Regions from separate parts of the Sus scrofa genome. Here region 1 is linked to region 2. The links are chromatin contacts, called in public promoter capture Hi-C maps. All regions are on one chromosome and are shown on one strand. The core of a region is the stretch at or near the end of the contact, and the rest is flanking DNA. Distances in the headings are between cores, read along the strand shown. Region 1 holds the start of SEMA3F (semaphorin-3F). Region 2 holds the start of RBM6 (RNA-binding protein 6).

Region 1 (7,150 bases), core at 930-3,429, 200 kb after region 2:
GCCTTAAGTGCCACATGGAGCTCCAGCACTCGTTGTCAGCCCCCAGCACTGGGCCTGGTTTGCAGACCCTTGGCTCCATGTGGACCCTGTGGCCTGGCCCTTCCCTCCTGGAGCCTTCCCATAGCTCTTGAAAATGGCATCTTTCCCATCCCACAGCATGGTGGTTACAGGCCTCACCCCACTTTTCGCAGTCTCCTCTTCCTTATCTGTACAATGAGGAGAGCAGGGCTTGCTTCTCAGTTGCGAAGTGCCGGGCAGGGGAGTAAATGACCATAAACTCTGTTGGCGTGCAGGGCCCTCCAACATGGCCTTGGGGGCTGGTTTCATGGGCTATTTGGACCCCTGAAATTGAAGGCAAAATCACTGGAGGCTCTACAATATTGCTCCCGATAATACATATTATATATAAAATAACATTTATAATGATGCAACGCTCAGCCCAGCATCACACAGGGCAAGGGTACAGGGTAGATTTGCTGCCTCAATAATAATTGTTTTTATTCTTATTGATTACTCAGCCTTCTCACATTGATTATGCATCATTCCACTGTGTGTAGCCCTGCTCAGCTTTAGCTCTCTTCCCTCTCTCTATCCCCTCCTCCTACCCTCCCACCCGCGGCACCAAAGGCCTCTGTGTGCTGGCGCTCTTCTGAGTGTCTGAGAGGAGCTCCAGGTACTAATCAACTAAGTCTCTCTCCTTTCCAACCCAGCACCCTGGAGTTGTCTTTGGCAAATCCTAACAGTTCTACTTTAGTGACTGTGATGGTGATCATGCCAGGGGTGGTGACAGAGGAGGCCAGGCTATGAGGAGAATATGGAGGCTGGGGATTGGCAGTGGTGGAAGTGATAGTTTTGGAAACCACAGTGATGGTGGCAAAGGCTGTGCTGGTAATGGTGGTGCAGTGGTGGTAACTCAAGAGTGATCTGGTGCAGAGGAGTGAGGTTGAGGAGGAGTGATTTTCACAGTGTTTTCAAATAAGGCATGGAGACAGGGACAAGGAGGAGATGCACAGGTGCTGTCACTGCAGCTAACGTAACAGCAGGCTGATGTTTCCTCACATCAAGTGGCCAGCCTTGGCTTGGGCCAGCACTCCAGGTCCAGGTCAGGAGACCCTCATCAGGATCCCTAACATCTCACCCCAACCTGCATTTACAGTCAACCAGTCAATGGGTCAGAGGGAGAGATGTTTCCACCGGTCTCGCTAGCCAGGAAGAGAAGGGGAAGGAGGAAGAGGAGAGGAGGAGGAAGGAGAGGAGAGAGAAGAGACAGAAAAATAGGGGGAGAGGAAGGAGGGGGAAGAGGAGGGAAGGGCAGAGGAGAGAGGAAAGAATAGGGAGGAGAGAGGGGACAAAGAGGGTCCTGCCCATTGGAACCTCAGCAAAGTGCAGGGGGCTGGTGAGGCCTTGGCCTTGGGGATTGGGTTGGGGTTGGGTGGAGGTCACAATGGGCAATGGGCGCATGGCTCAGTCGCAGGGCCCTCAGGTCCTCAGGAGGCCATTTGAAAAGCAAATGTCCCTTTTACAAGAGGAGGCCCAGCTTATCGGGCTTCTCTGGGGTGTGGAACTCAGAGGGATGGGTCTGGGGGGCTACAGGCTTGAAATAGGGCTGGCTGCTGGAGGGATGGCTGGGAGCCCTGGAGCTGCTGAACTGAGCTGTAAGGCTGACCTGGCCTGGGCCGGAGGCGGGAGGCATGTCCAGCGGTACCAGCAGTCCCAGGGGCTGTACCGCCACCTGCTGAGCGGCCGGGTGCAGTCCTGTGTCCTGGCTCACGCGGGGCCAGGCGCGGCGGGCAGCGGGTGGTAAGGAGGGACACCGCAGGGGGTGCGCAGGTGAGCGCAGGCTCGCTGCTCCCCGGCGCGCCTGCTCTTCCCGCCAGGGAGTTGAGGGCCCGGGTAAACACCAGGCGCGATGTGCGCGGTGTATCCACGGAGAAAGACAAAGCCAGGGCGGGGCGGGGGCGCCGCCCGCGAAGCCGGGGCGGGGGCGCGGAGGGCAGATTAGCCTCCCCGGGCGCGGGCTGCCCCACCGACGGGGAGCCCTGAGCCCAGTCCTCGGACAGGTGGAGCGGGGGCGGGACAGCGGCCAAGCGGGTCCCGCCCCGGGGGTGGGGCCGGGCGGGGCGGGCGGGGCGGGGCCGCGCTATGCAAATGTCGCCCACGGGCGGCCAATTGCTGGCGCTCCCCGCGCGGCTCCGAGCGTCCCGTCCCGCCGGCGGCCGCGAGACCAGAGCGAGCGAGCGAGCGAACCGCGGCGGTCCGGCAATCCCAGAGCGCAGCCCAGCGCGGCCGCCCGGCCCCAGTCCAGAGACCAGGCGAGCACAGCGCCCCGAAGCCAAGCGCGCGCCGTTGCCCGCGCCCCGCGCCGGGGAATGCGCCCTCGGCGCGCCGGCCAGGGGGCGCCCGCAGCCCACCCGGGGGGAGGCGGCCCCTAGCGCCCCTGAGCCTTCCCATGGCCCGGGATGGGGCCCGGGGCCTCGGCTGCTGACGCGCCCGAAGCCCGCAGAACCCGTTAAGCCGGGGCCGCTGCGGCGACCCCGGCCCAGGCACAGCGGCAAGAGGGCGCGGGCAGGGCCATGGCCCCGGGGGGCCGCTAGCGCGGACCGGCCCAACCGGGAGCCTCTCTGCTGCCGCCGCCGCCGCCGCTCAGGAGCCCAGGCCCCGCCGCTGTGGAAGAGGTGAGTGCGGCGGGAACCGGGAGGGAGCGGGCAGGCGGCCCGGCCATCCCGCGATCCCTCTGGACCCGCGGCACTGCAACTCTGCGGAAGTGTCTAGGTCGTGGGGCTCAGAGGGAGAGCCTGGGAGCTTCCCGCGGACGCAGGGTGACAAAACTGGAGTGGGCGCTGTCCGGGCTGCCGGGACCCTCCGCGTCGAGGCGACATGGGGATGTGTGATGGCCTTCGGGGTCGCCAGTGTGCAAAGCAACAACTTTCCCCCCCCCCAACGAAAGGTTCTGGGTGGATGGGTGCTTCCACACACCTCCACCCCCTTGTTCCGGGAGTGGGAGGCCTGATGCCCCTTCTGGCTGAGCTGTCCCAGAAACGCCTCAAGGCAGTGCTCTTACAGTAGGTACTCCTGCCCTGCCTCAATGTCCCGATCTGGGGATCCTCTGCTGGAAGCAAAGCGCTATTCTGGCAGCCTCCACGTGGAGGGTCTCCAAGATCAGCAGGGCAGGAGGACAGCCAGCCCTAAGGCTTTTCTCTCAGCTCTGTGACCAGTCCCCTGATCTCCCACTGCCAGTTTGGGTTTGCTCTTCTAGCAGGAAGTCTTGCTTGGATTAGGGGCCCTGCTCTATGTGGGGAGAAAGTGAGTTGGGAGAGCCTGCAGTCAAGCTCCCATCTGGACAGGTTGGGGCCCGTCGGAAAAGTGGGTAGGGGACACTAGGAGCTTGGTGGGCTTCCCTAGAGCAGGTGCGACCAGAGAATGTCAAGGTGGCCCAGGAATGAGGCAGGGCTCACAGAAAGGGTCAGCTGGAGCTAGGACTGGAGGCTTGGCTGGATAAATAACTTCCAATTCCTGAGATAACTGTATTGTGAACACCAGCCCATGATTATTTGAGGGAAGGGGATGAGCTGAAGGTACCGATATGTCCCCTCTGGTGGTTGAGGGTTCCTGTCCTCCTGAATCCATCCAGATTGTCTCCCGAAGCCCCTGTCTTAGAGATAGGGAGACTGCACCCAGAGGTTGGGAGGCTCATCCCAACCCAGGGGGGTGGATGAAGCTGGACACTTTTCTCAGGCTGCACAGAGAGTGTGCCTAGACCCTTCGGGTAAGGTGTCCTGGAAGGTGAGGGCACCAGGCATGCCTCCCCTTGCTGTTGCCCCTGCTGCTGCTCCTCAGTTCTGAAGGAGTCAGACCCAGAAGTGCAGGGGTTGGGGAGAGAAGGCGAGGAGCCCAACCTCAGCCCCCTGCTGCTCTGGGCATGCCTTGAGGGGGAAGATGGAGCCAAGCCCAGGTGACCTTGACTGGGAAAGCCTGACCACTAAAGGAGGGGGGCGTTTCAATTCCGTCTATGCTGGGGTGTTTCTGCTTCTTGGTCCATGGGGGGACTGGGGGAGGGGAAAGCCAAGAAGTCAGGAAGGAGCTCTGGCCTGCTGTGGGAAGTATCAGAGGTGCTAGGAGGGGGTTAGGGTACTGTTAGTTTCTTCACCACATTCCCCCAAAGCCCCTGCTGCTGCATCTCTTCCATCCAGGCAGTTCTTAGCTCGGAGGAGCCAACCTTCCTTCCCTGAGGCAGGCTGTCCACCCCCCCTCACCCCCCAAGCCTGGAAAGTCTGGATCTGGCTGGACTATTCAACCTCCTAGCCCCCTGCCCCGCCCCCAGGTGCCTCCAGACCCCCTCGTCTGGCCGCCCCTTCCCTGCACCCCTTGCCAGCCCCAGCCCCTCGGTTCTTTGTTCGAACGTCTCTCCTCCGTCCCTCCCTCTCTCCTCCCTCTCTCCTCCTCCCTCCCGCCTGCCTGCCTCCCTCTCTTGCTCCCTCCCGCCAGCCTTCTTTCCTTCCTTCTCTGCTCTCCTCCTGGTGGGCTCCCAGGTGGCGGTGGCTGTTCCTTCTCTGTCCACCCACCTGGACTTGGCCAGACGGGGTTTCTCTGGGGCTGGGGCTGAGTGGAATGTATCTAGGGGCTGGCAGAGGGGAAACGACTGTGGAAATGCCTTCCCCTTCCCTCTCTCTGCCCTTCTCTTCCTCTTCTTCCTTCCTTTTCCTTCTCTCCTCTATCCCCCAGAAGTCAAAGAGGGGACTTGGACTTGGGCCTAAGGCCCCAACAGATTTGAACATCCCCTCATTCACCCCTTTAAAGGGCCAAAGCATCGTGGGAGGTCCCTGTAGGGGCCCAGTGGAGCAAGGCCCTTTCCACCTTCCTGGACACCTTGGGGGCCTCCAAAACCATCCTTGGTTACCATGACCTCGTCACCGTGAAAATGGATGTAGGAGAAATGAGGTCACAAGGACGAGGGGAGGTGAGTCACTCAGAGCCCCCTGATAAGGAGGATCAAAGCTCTCCAAGGGACACAGCCTACATCTTGTCCTCCCCAAGTCAGGACAGTGTCTCCCAGCTTCCTTGAGCCCCACCCCACTAGCAGGTCAAGTTCTTGAGCAAACACATGCTTGTAAGGATGAGTGCTGACTTGTAAGTGTGGATGTGTTTATATCCACAGCTGTTCGCGGGGGGCTTCCCAGGTGTACCCCGAAGGTGCTGGTAGCTGCACTACTCTTTCTCCCACCTGCCTGCCTCGTCAGGGCCTGCCATTCAGTCAGCACCAGCTTTGTGCCTCAGCAGACTGGGGGAGGGGCTAGTTCTGATTCTCCCCTCCCTCAGCCATCCTCTGCAATGGGGGATCTTGAAGGAATATGAGAGATGTGTCAGGAGCTCAGGAGAGGGTGTTCCCACAGAGGGCACCGCAAGGGGAATGGGTCAGGCAGCCTGAAGGTGCACTTCCTGCATGAGGAACCACCAGTGGTTTGCTTGACGGGAGAGGCCAAGCTCAGGGGAGGTGACTAGGGACAGCATCAGGGTCTGTGTGGAGCCTGGGCCTTGCCTCAGGATGTGTTAGTGCCAGGGATTAACAGGCCACAGTACCTCTTACCCCCAACCCCAAGGTCCTAGAAATAGGCCTGGGGTCCTGCCTCCCATGGGAGAAGGAAATAGACTGGGCAGATCTGGGAGAATGGGGCTCATATTGTCATTCTTAGTGCCCCCACCCCTACTGCCTCTGAGTTGGCGGGGAGGGGGGGGAGTTTGGAAGTTGGCACTGGTTTTTGCCGGGAGGGAGCAATATGTTCTGACAACTGGTGCTGGGCGGCATTTACCCAACAACCAGCCTGCCTGGGGAGACAATATTTGAAAAACATTGAATGGAAACTTGGGCCTGCTGGGGGTGTGGGAGTTTTGCAGGGGACACTGAGTCTGGCTTAGATCTACCCCAGGTCTGCTGGCCTTCTGAGCTCCCTTTCTTTGCTCTTTGTAGGTAGAGCTGAAATTTTTCCAGGCAGGAAGTCCTTCTGTATGTCTAACCTGTATCCCTCCTGCTGTGATTTCAGTAAAAGTAGACCTTGCTGTTCCTTGCCTCTCCTTTTCTGGCTGCTGTCTCTCTCTCACTCTAGGTCATCCTTGTGTGACTTCCTCATCCTCTACTCTCTCTCTCACGCCCCCAACCCCAGTGATCAGGTTCAGATTTCCCTGTGCTGGGAGGAGAGGTTTGGCTGGAACCGGCAGGACTGGACCCATCTCTTCTCCATTCCTTCAAGCGAGAGAAGGAAGGAACAGCCCATTTACTTGCGGGGTGGATGCAAGGGAGAGAGCCTGCTGGAAACTGGAGAGGGCTGGAAGATCGCCTGCTTGAGCTGAGCCCTGTGAATGGAATTCAGGAGGCTGTGGTGGGGGGAATGTTTAAGTCTCCGCTGGCCCCTATTAGCACTGATAACTCCAGGCTGCACCCAGTTGCTTGGTCTTCAGGCCCATTGGCAGGGGAAAGAAAGTACATGAGGTTTGCACACTAGGGCATTCATGGTTCCAGGCCGAGGGTGGGAGAAAGGAAACATCCATCACCCTCTTTATTTTATTTTATTTTTTAAATTTTTTTTGTCTTTTTGCCTTTTCTTGAGCCCCTCCCATGGCATATGGAGGTTCCCAGGCTAGGGGTCTAATAGGAGCTGTAGCCTCTGGCCTACGCCACAGCCACAGCAACGTAGGATCCAAGCCGCATCAGCAACCCACACCACAGCTCACAGCAACGCCTGATCCTTAACCCACTGAGCAAGGCCAGGGATCGAACCTGCAACCTCTTGGTTCCCAGTCGGATTTGTTACCCACTGCGCCACGACGGGAACTCCCCCATCACCCTCTTTATTCAGATGAGGAAACTGAGGCACCTTGAGCAGAATTACACAGCGAAATGGTAGGGCAGGACATCCCCCAGCCCTGTCTGCCTCACATATTACAATCTTCTTTCCCTCCCCCAGGTTCCTAGACAGCTGCCTGCTTCCTGGGCCCTAGGCCCCTCCCACAATGCATGCCTCTGGTCTCCTCCTCTGGGCTTCCCTACTGACTGGGGCCTGGCCAGCCACCCTGACCCAGGACCACCTCCCGGCCACACCCCGGGTCCGGCTCTCATTCAAAGGTAAGAGGCTGCCTTACTGTTGCCTGGCATCCT
Region 2 (6,702 bases), core at 1,179-3,678:
GTTGGAAGCCCCCACAACCTCTACTTTCCAGCTGTGGCAAGTTAATCTTTCTGGGCTTTGGTTTCCTTAACTATAAAAGGGACTATCGCATGGTTATAGTGAAGATTAAATGAGACAATGAAGTGTTAGTGCAATACCAGGCACAGAGTTGTGATAAAGGGTAGCAATTATTATTTCCCAAGGAGTTGGGCATAAGGCAAAAATAATGTTTCTTTTTTTAAATGTGAGTTGAAATTTTTTGTCTTTTCATTTATTTTATTTTATTTTATTGTCTTTTTGCTTTTTCTAGGGCCGCTCCCGTGGCATATGGAGGTTCCCAGGCTAGGGGTTGAATTGGAGCTGTAGCCGCCGGCCTATGCCAGAACCACAGCAATGCAGGATCCGAGCTGCATCTGTGACCTACACCACAGCTCATGGCCAACGTCGGATCCGTAACCCACTGAGCAAGGCCAGGGATTGAACCCACGACCTCATGGTTCCTAGTTGGATTTGTTTCCACTGTACCACAACGGGAACTCCAAAAATAATAAGTTTCTTAACTTTACTTACCTCTTTAGAGGATAAAGTACTATCTGATAAATGAGAAATCCACCAATAATGACCCAGTTTGGGAAGCAAAGTCAAAGTGCCAAAGTTCTGTGTAGATGCTCCTCCTCTTCTGTGAAATCTCAAAGATGGTGTGTCCCAGGGCTCAGGGCTGGAACTCTGCTCTTCTGTCCATGCTCACTCCTTCATACCCTAGGTCATCTCATCCAGGCCTTTGGCTTTTTAAATTTTTTTATTTATTGGTCACACCTGTGGCATGTAGAAGTTCCAGGATCGAACCTGAGCCACAGCTGTAACCAGAGCTATAGCAGTGACAAGGCTGGACCCTTAACCTGCTGAGCCACGTGGGAACTCCAGGCCTATGGTTCTAAATACCAGCACCAGTGATATGTTGATGCCTCCCAGAATTGCATCTCTAACCCTGACCTTTACTTGAACTCTAACGTAACCAACTGCCAACTCCACATCTCATCTCATAGGCATCAGAAATAACCTACGCAAAACTGAGCTCCTGCTGCTTCTAACAAAATTGCTTGTCCCATATTCTTCCCTCTTTCCCCTCATCCCAGTCCATGTCTCCTGTTGCCACTGTGACCACAAGGGTAAAAGTCCTTCTGTGCTTGTATTACTGCAGCAGTCTCCTAACCAGCTACCCTGCTTTTTCCTTGTCCACCTTCAGCCAATTCTCCACAAAGCAGCAAGAGTGATCCTGTTTACAGGGAAGCTGTGATATTATTCTGTTCAGAGCCCTTCAAACAGCTTTCCATCTCCCTCCTTACAGAAACAACTCATTTTAGCAGAGACTGCTTATTTCATTTGTTTGGCTTTAGTAACTGCTCCCACTCCCATCTCCACTACAGCAGCAGAGTTTATCAGCTTTGTTCAAGTTCCTATATCTCCAGCACCTGATACAGTGCCTGGCACACAACAGATGCTTCGTACAGTTCTTGACTGAAAGAATGACTTCCAAACAAGATGCCTGAAAAAATGAAAAGGTAACTTAATCCAACAATCTCTTTTCTCTACAGTTAAGTCTTTATTTTAGAATGATTTACAGCTTTTCTTGCGGCAGACTTATTTGACCCTATGATGTTGAATTTAGGCTGAGGGTCCAGTAACAGAGATACCAGGTGGCTGGAACCAGCAAGCATTTTCAACAAAGTAGACAATCCACCTAGAAGCATGGAGCAGCTGGCCATTTGAAAAACATTAGCTGTGAGCTGCAAGATACCTTCTAGTTCCTCTGTGATTTTGCACAAGTCACCACTGGCCATACTGCCCAAGAGCTATCCAGGCCCTGTGGAAACTGAGTGGATTTTCCTTCATAGATACAGCTACTGAAACTTTAACATGGATGATACCCACCTGGTATTCTTGAGCTGGGGATGCCTAACTTGGAAACCCATCAGAAGAAGGGGACGAGCCTCCCTGACTACTGCTTTTCTATCCTATCACTCGCACCTATGCTTGGATCTTGGGCAATAGGACTACACTCCAGGATTAAGAGGATGAGGAGCAAGGCTCCTGTGTGGGCCAAAAGCCCCCGCCCCGGAAGGCTTAGGATGGAGTAGGCTCCCTTCCGTTTCCTTAATACTAACGGAAAATAAGGCGTTTTCAAGGTTGGCAGACCAGGGCCGTATCCGCGTTCTGGCGGGGAGCAAAGCTGGACAAGGCCAACCCACCACAAAATACGCGTGCTGCTCAACTCCAGAGAGCGTAAGGAGACAGCCCGCCGCGGGCTACACTACAAACCATAACCCCCAGCAGCCCCAGTGGACTGGAGGCAGGAAAGCGCGACCTCCCATTGGACACCGGCAAGAGCGTGCCCTTACGCCCCACCCCGCGCAGGCAAGGACACCTCCCCTGCCCCGCCCCCTGCCCCCCGCGCGGGGCACGGCGGGAGTGGAGTCGGCGCGACCAGCAGCTGTACTCCATCTCCCGGCGGGCAGAGCGCTGAAGGCGGCGGCGCCTTTGTGGAGGCAGCGGCCCGGCTCCGAGGAAGTTCCAGTCTCCGCGACGCTGGGTCGGTGGCGGCGGCTGAGGATTAGGAGGAGCGGGCCGCGGAGGCCGCGCTGCCTCGGTAAGGGCTTGGGGCAGTAGAGAGGGCGTGCCAGAGCCTACGGGGAGGGAGCCGGCCTGCCAGGCCGCTCTGGACGTCGCGGGCCCGCGCGGCCTGGAAGCTGCGGCTTCGGTGTCGCGGGGCGGCCGCGGCCTCGCCAGGAAGAAGAGAGCCAAGTGGCGGTGTGGTGAGGGAGGCGCCGCCCACGGGAGGAACGCCCCGGAACGGTCGCGGGCCCGGGGCGGAGCGGCGCGTCGGTAGAATTACCGGTCCTGTCTCGGGGCGGCCAGCTGCGGGGTCTGGGGCAGGCGCGTGGGTCCCGTTCGGTGCTCTCAGTCTGTGGAGCTGCAGGCGGCCCTATCTTTCTCTTTTTCCCTGCTTTTGGAGGAATCCGATCCAGTTTTGAGGCATCGCTCGAGAAGGAGCCTTTCTTGCCCCTAGCACGTAACCTTAACCCTACCTGGATAGACACGAATGGGTTCAGCTAGGCCACAGAGCGCGAGAGTTCGCTGCCCAGCGCGCGGGGCTGTAGAACCTGGAGGCTGGGGAGTGGTCTGGTGGGTCCTGTGCCCGTTGGTCGAATGTGGGAGGAGAGGGGTGTTTTCTCGTATTTACTCTTTAAATTGCTTTTGGCATTGTAAATCCGTTTTTCTGTAAACTTTAGAATTGACGTTGTGCTACTGAGCTCAACTCTGGGTGTGCATTTTTTAGAAAAGGCCTCGTTTTGTAGGGTACATAAACTGTAAGGGTAATTGTGTTTTTGCATATTCCAGGTTTGCATGTGAAGGTCAGAGTTTCGGGATCTAGGTGGAGTTCTGTAGACTGATGCACCTGGTCACCTGATTTATTTTCTGAACTCTGGATTGTGCCCTAGGTTTGTTAGTTTTCAGTTTCCTGTTGAGTAGTGCCACCAGTGTGAATGGTTTAATAATGTAAACATTAGCAAGCTTGTGAGGACTATAGGGAGCAGTATCAAGAACTGATAAGGGTGGGACTGGCAATGTCTAAAGTTAACTAATGATGTGTTACGGTTTTGGTGAAACACAAAAATTGGATCTGAACATTGCCTGACTAACTAGCATCTAACTAGGCACCTAACTTATAGGATAGGTACTAGGTCTCTGTTTCTGCACATCTTTAGCACCCTTCTTTATAGAACTCTGTTATCAGAGTTGGATTTACTTTAGGAGCCTAGTTTTAGTTTTTTTTTTTTTTTTGCTTTTTAGGGCTGCACCTGCTGCATATGGAAGTTCCCAGGCTAGGGGTCCAATCAGCTACAGCTGCCGGCTTACACCATAGCCACAGCAACTTGGGATCCAAACTACATCTGTGATCTACACCACAGCTCACCGAAAGGCTGAATCCCTGACCCACTGAGCAAGGCCAGGGATGGAACCTGCATCCTCATGGATACTAGCAGGATTTGTTTCTGCTGTGCCACAATGGGAACTCCCAGGAGCCTAGTTTTTTGTACTTTCATAGGAGAATTGTCAATGGAGAGGTTACTAAGTGAACTCTCCAGTCTTATTAAGGGTACATGAGCAAGGTTATACTTTTCTGCCAGTGTTTAAATGGATAAACTGATATGTTAATAATCTGATTCAGAGTTGTATTAAGATTAAAGCTCTTGGAAAGTTTTGAAATTTTAAAGATCAAAAATCCTGGACTCTTTTAGCTGTATACCAAGTACTTTGAATTAATTTTTTTTTTTTTTGATCTTTTTGCCATTTCTTGGGCCGCTCCCTCGGCATATGGACGTTCCCAGGCTAGGGGTCGAATTGAAGCTTTAGCCACTGGCCTGCACCAGAGCCACAGCAACGTGGGATCCGAGCCGCGTCTGCGACCTACACCACAGCTCACGGCAACGCCGGATCCTTAACCCACTGAGCAAGGCCAGGAATGGAACCCGATACCTCATGGTTCCTAGTCGGATTCATTAACCACTGAGCCATGACCGGAACTCCCAGAATTAATTTTTTTTTTGTCTCTTCATCTTTTTAGGGCTGCACCCTCGACGAATGGAGGTTCCTAGGCTAGGGATCCAATCGGAGCTGTAGCCGCCAGCCTATACCAGAGCCACAGCAACTCTGGGATCTGAGCCTCCTCTGCAACCCACACCACAGCTCACTGCAATGCTGGATCTCTAACCCACTAAGCGAGGCTAGGGATGGAACCTGAGTCCTCATGGATCCTGGTTGGGTTGTTAACCGCTGAGCCACGATGGTAACTCCTAGAATTAATTCGTCTGCTAGATTTCTAGAGTAGTTGTTCATCTCATTCACTTAGTTACTGGGGTATCTATTGGGTACCTTTTAACCCTGTCACGTTGTGGTACTCAGTAAAACAGAGTGGGTAATTGCAGGAGCTTTGGATAGGGTTTGAACCCCTGGCTCCTCCACTAAATGAATGACATTGGACAAATTACCTAACTTCAAGTTCCTCATATGTAAATTGAGGTTTAGAAATGTCGCTACCTCAGAGTTCATTTGTGGCTCAGCAAGAACCTGATAGCATCCATGAGGATGCAGGTTCCATCCCTGGCCTTGCTCAGTGTGTTAACAATCTGGTGTTGCCACAAGCTGCATAGTATATTACAGATGCAGCTCGGATCTGGGCTGCTCTGGGTTGCTGTGGCTGTGGTATATGTAGGCTGGCAGCTGCAGATCTGATCCAACCCCTAGCCTAGCAACTTCCATATGCTCCAGGTGCAGTGATTAAAAAAATGTAGCCACCTTATAGGTTGTTGTGAGGTTTATGTAATCCCTTTAGAACAGTGCCTGGTGTGCAGAAAGTTAAATGTTAGCCACCATTGTTACCTTTTTAAAAAAATAGTTTTGTTGAGATGTAATTCACAAACCATTTAAGGTGTTTAATTTGGTGGTTTTTCATGTATTACATTACTCTTTTTTTTACAAAGTTGTGATAAATATGTTTTGTTACATACAGCAAAACTTGCCACTTAAACCATTTTGTTGTGTAAAATGCAGTGCATTAATTACATTCACAATGTAATGAAACCATCACCACTATCTATTTCTAAAACTTTTTCATCACCCTATATAGAAACTCTAGCCATTAAGGAAGTAATTCCCATTGCCCCCTCCATCTAGCCTCTGGTAACCTCTATATTTTGTCTCTGAATTTGCCTGTTCTAGGTACCCTAGATTGTAAGTGGAATCATATAATATTTGTATGATTGTAAGTGGAATCATTCAATATTTGTTCTTTATTTCAGTTAAAGTAATGTTATTAAGGTCCGTTCTTATCATAGCATGTATCCAAACATCATTCCTTTTTTTAATATAATTTTTAAAAAAATTCAGATGTAATTGATGTCTTCATTCCCTTTTAAGGCTGAGTTGGTGTGTATAGACCACATTTTGTTTATCTGTTCACTTATTTGACCGTTGGCTAGACATCTTTTGGCTCTTGTGAATAATGCTGCTGTGAATATGGGTGTACAAATATCTCTTCATGTCCCTGCTTTCAGTATCTTTGGACATATACCTAGAAGTGGGTCATATGATTATTCTCTTTGAGGAACCACCATACTGTTTTCCATAGCAGTTGCGTCATTTTACATTTCCACCAGTAATACGCAAAGGTTCTGACTTCTTCACATCTCAACATGTGTTATTTTCTGTTTTTTCGCAGTAGCCACCAGAGTGGGTGTAAAGTAATCTCTCCCTTTTTATCCATTTTAACCTTTTTAAAAAATTTTTTTGGCTGCAGCTGCAGCAGCCTGATGTGGGATCTCAGTTCCCAGACCAGGGATGGAACCCGGCTGTAGTGGTGAAACCACTGAGTCCTAACTACTGAACTACCAGGGAACACCCTATTTTAACCATTTTTAAGTGAACACTTCAGTGGTATTAAGTACTTTCACATTGTTGTGCAACCATCATTACTGTCCAGCTTCTAAACTTTTTCATCTTTCCATATTCAACCTCTGCACCCATTAAACACTAACTCCCATTCTTCCCTCCCCCAGTCCCTGGCAACCACCATTTTGTTTTCCATCTCTTATGAATTTGTCTGTCCTAAATAGAAAATAACTAGAATCAGAAATTATACATTTGATCTTTCATGAGTGGCTT

The links. Promoter capture Hi-C pulls out the DNA fragments that hold promoters and counts their contacts.
Region 1: a promoter capture Hi-C map of fetal liver shows a contact between it and region 2, with 2.3 times the contacts expected there. The contact joins the promoter of SEMA3F here to the promoter of RBM6 in region 2. A contact is called at or near these places in 1 of 5 promoter capture datasets (fetal liver) and 2 of 47 Hi-C or Micro-C datasets (embryonic fibroblasts and skeletal muscle).

The regions. Positions count from the first base shown.
Region 1 is chr13:32,639,197-32,646,346 of Sscrofa11.1, forward strand. It overlaps SEMA3F (semaphorin-3F), which reads left to right and starts at 2,180. Exons shown (of 19, transcript XM_013981731.2): 1 at 2,180-2,675; 2 at 6,960-7,117. The coding sequence starts at 7,006.
Region 2 is chr13:32,442,516-32,449,217 of Sscrofa11.1, forward strand. It overlaps RBM6 (RNA-binding protein 6), which reads left to right and starts at 2,429. Exons shown (of 22, transcript XM_005669583.3): 1 at 2,429-2,626.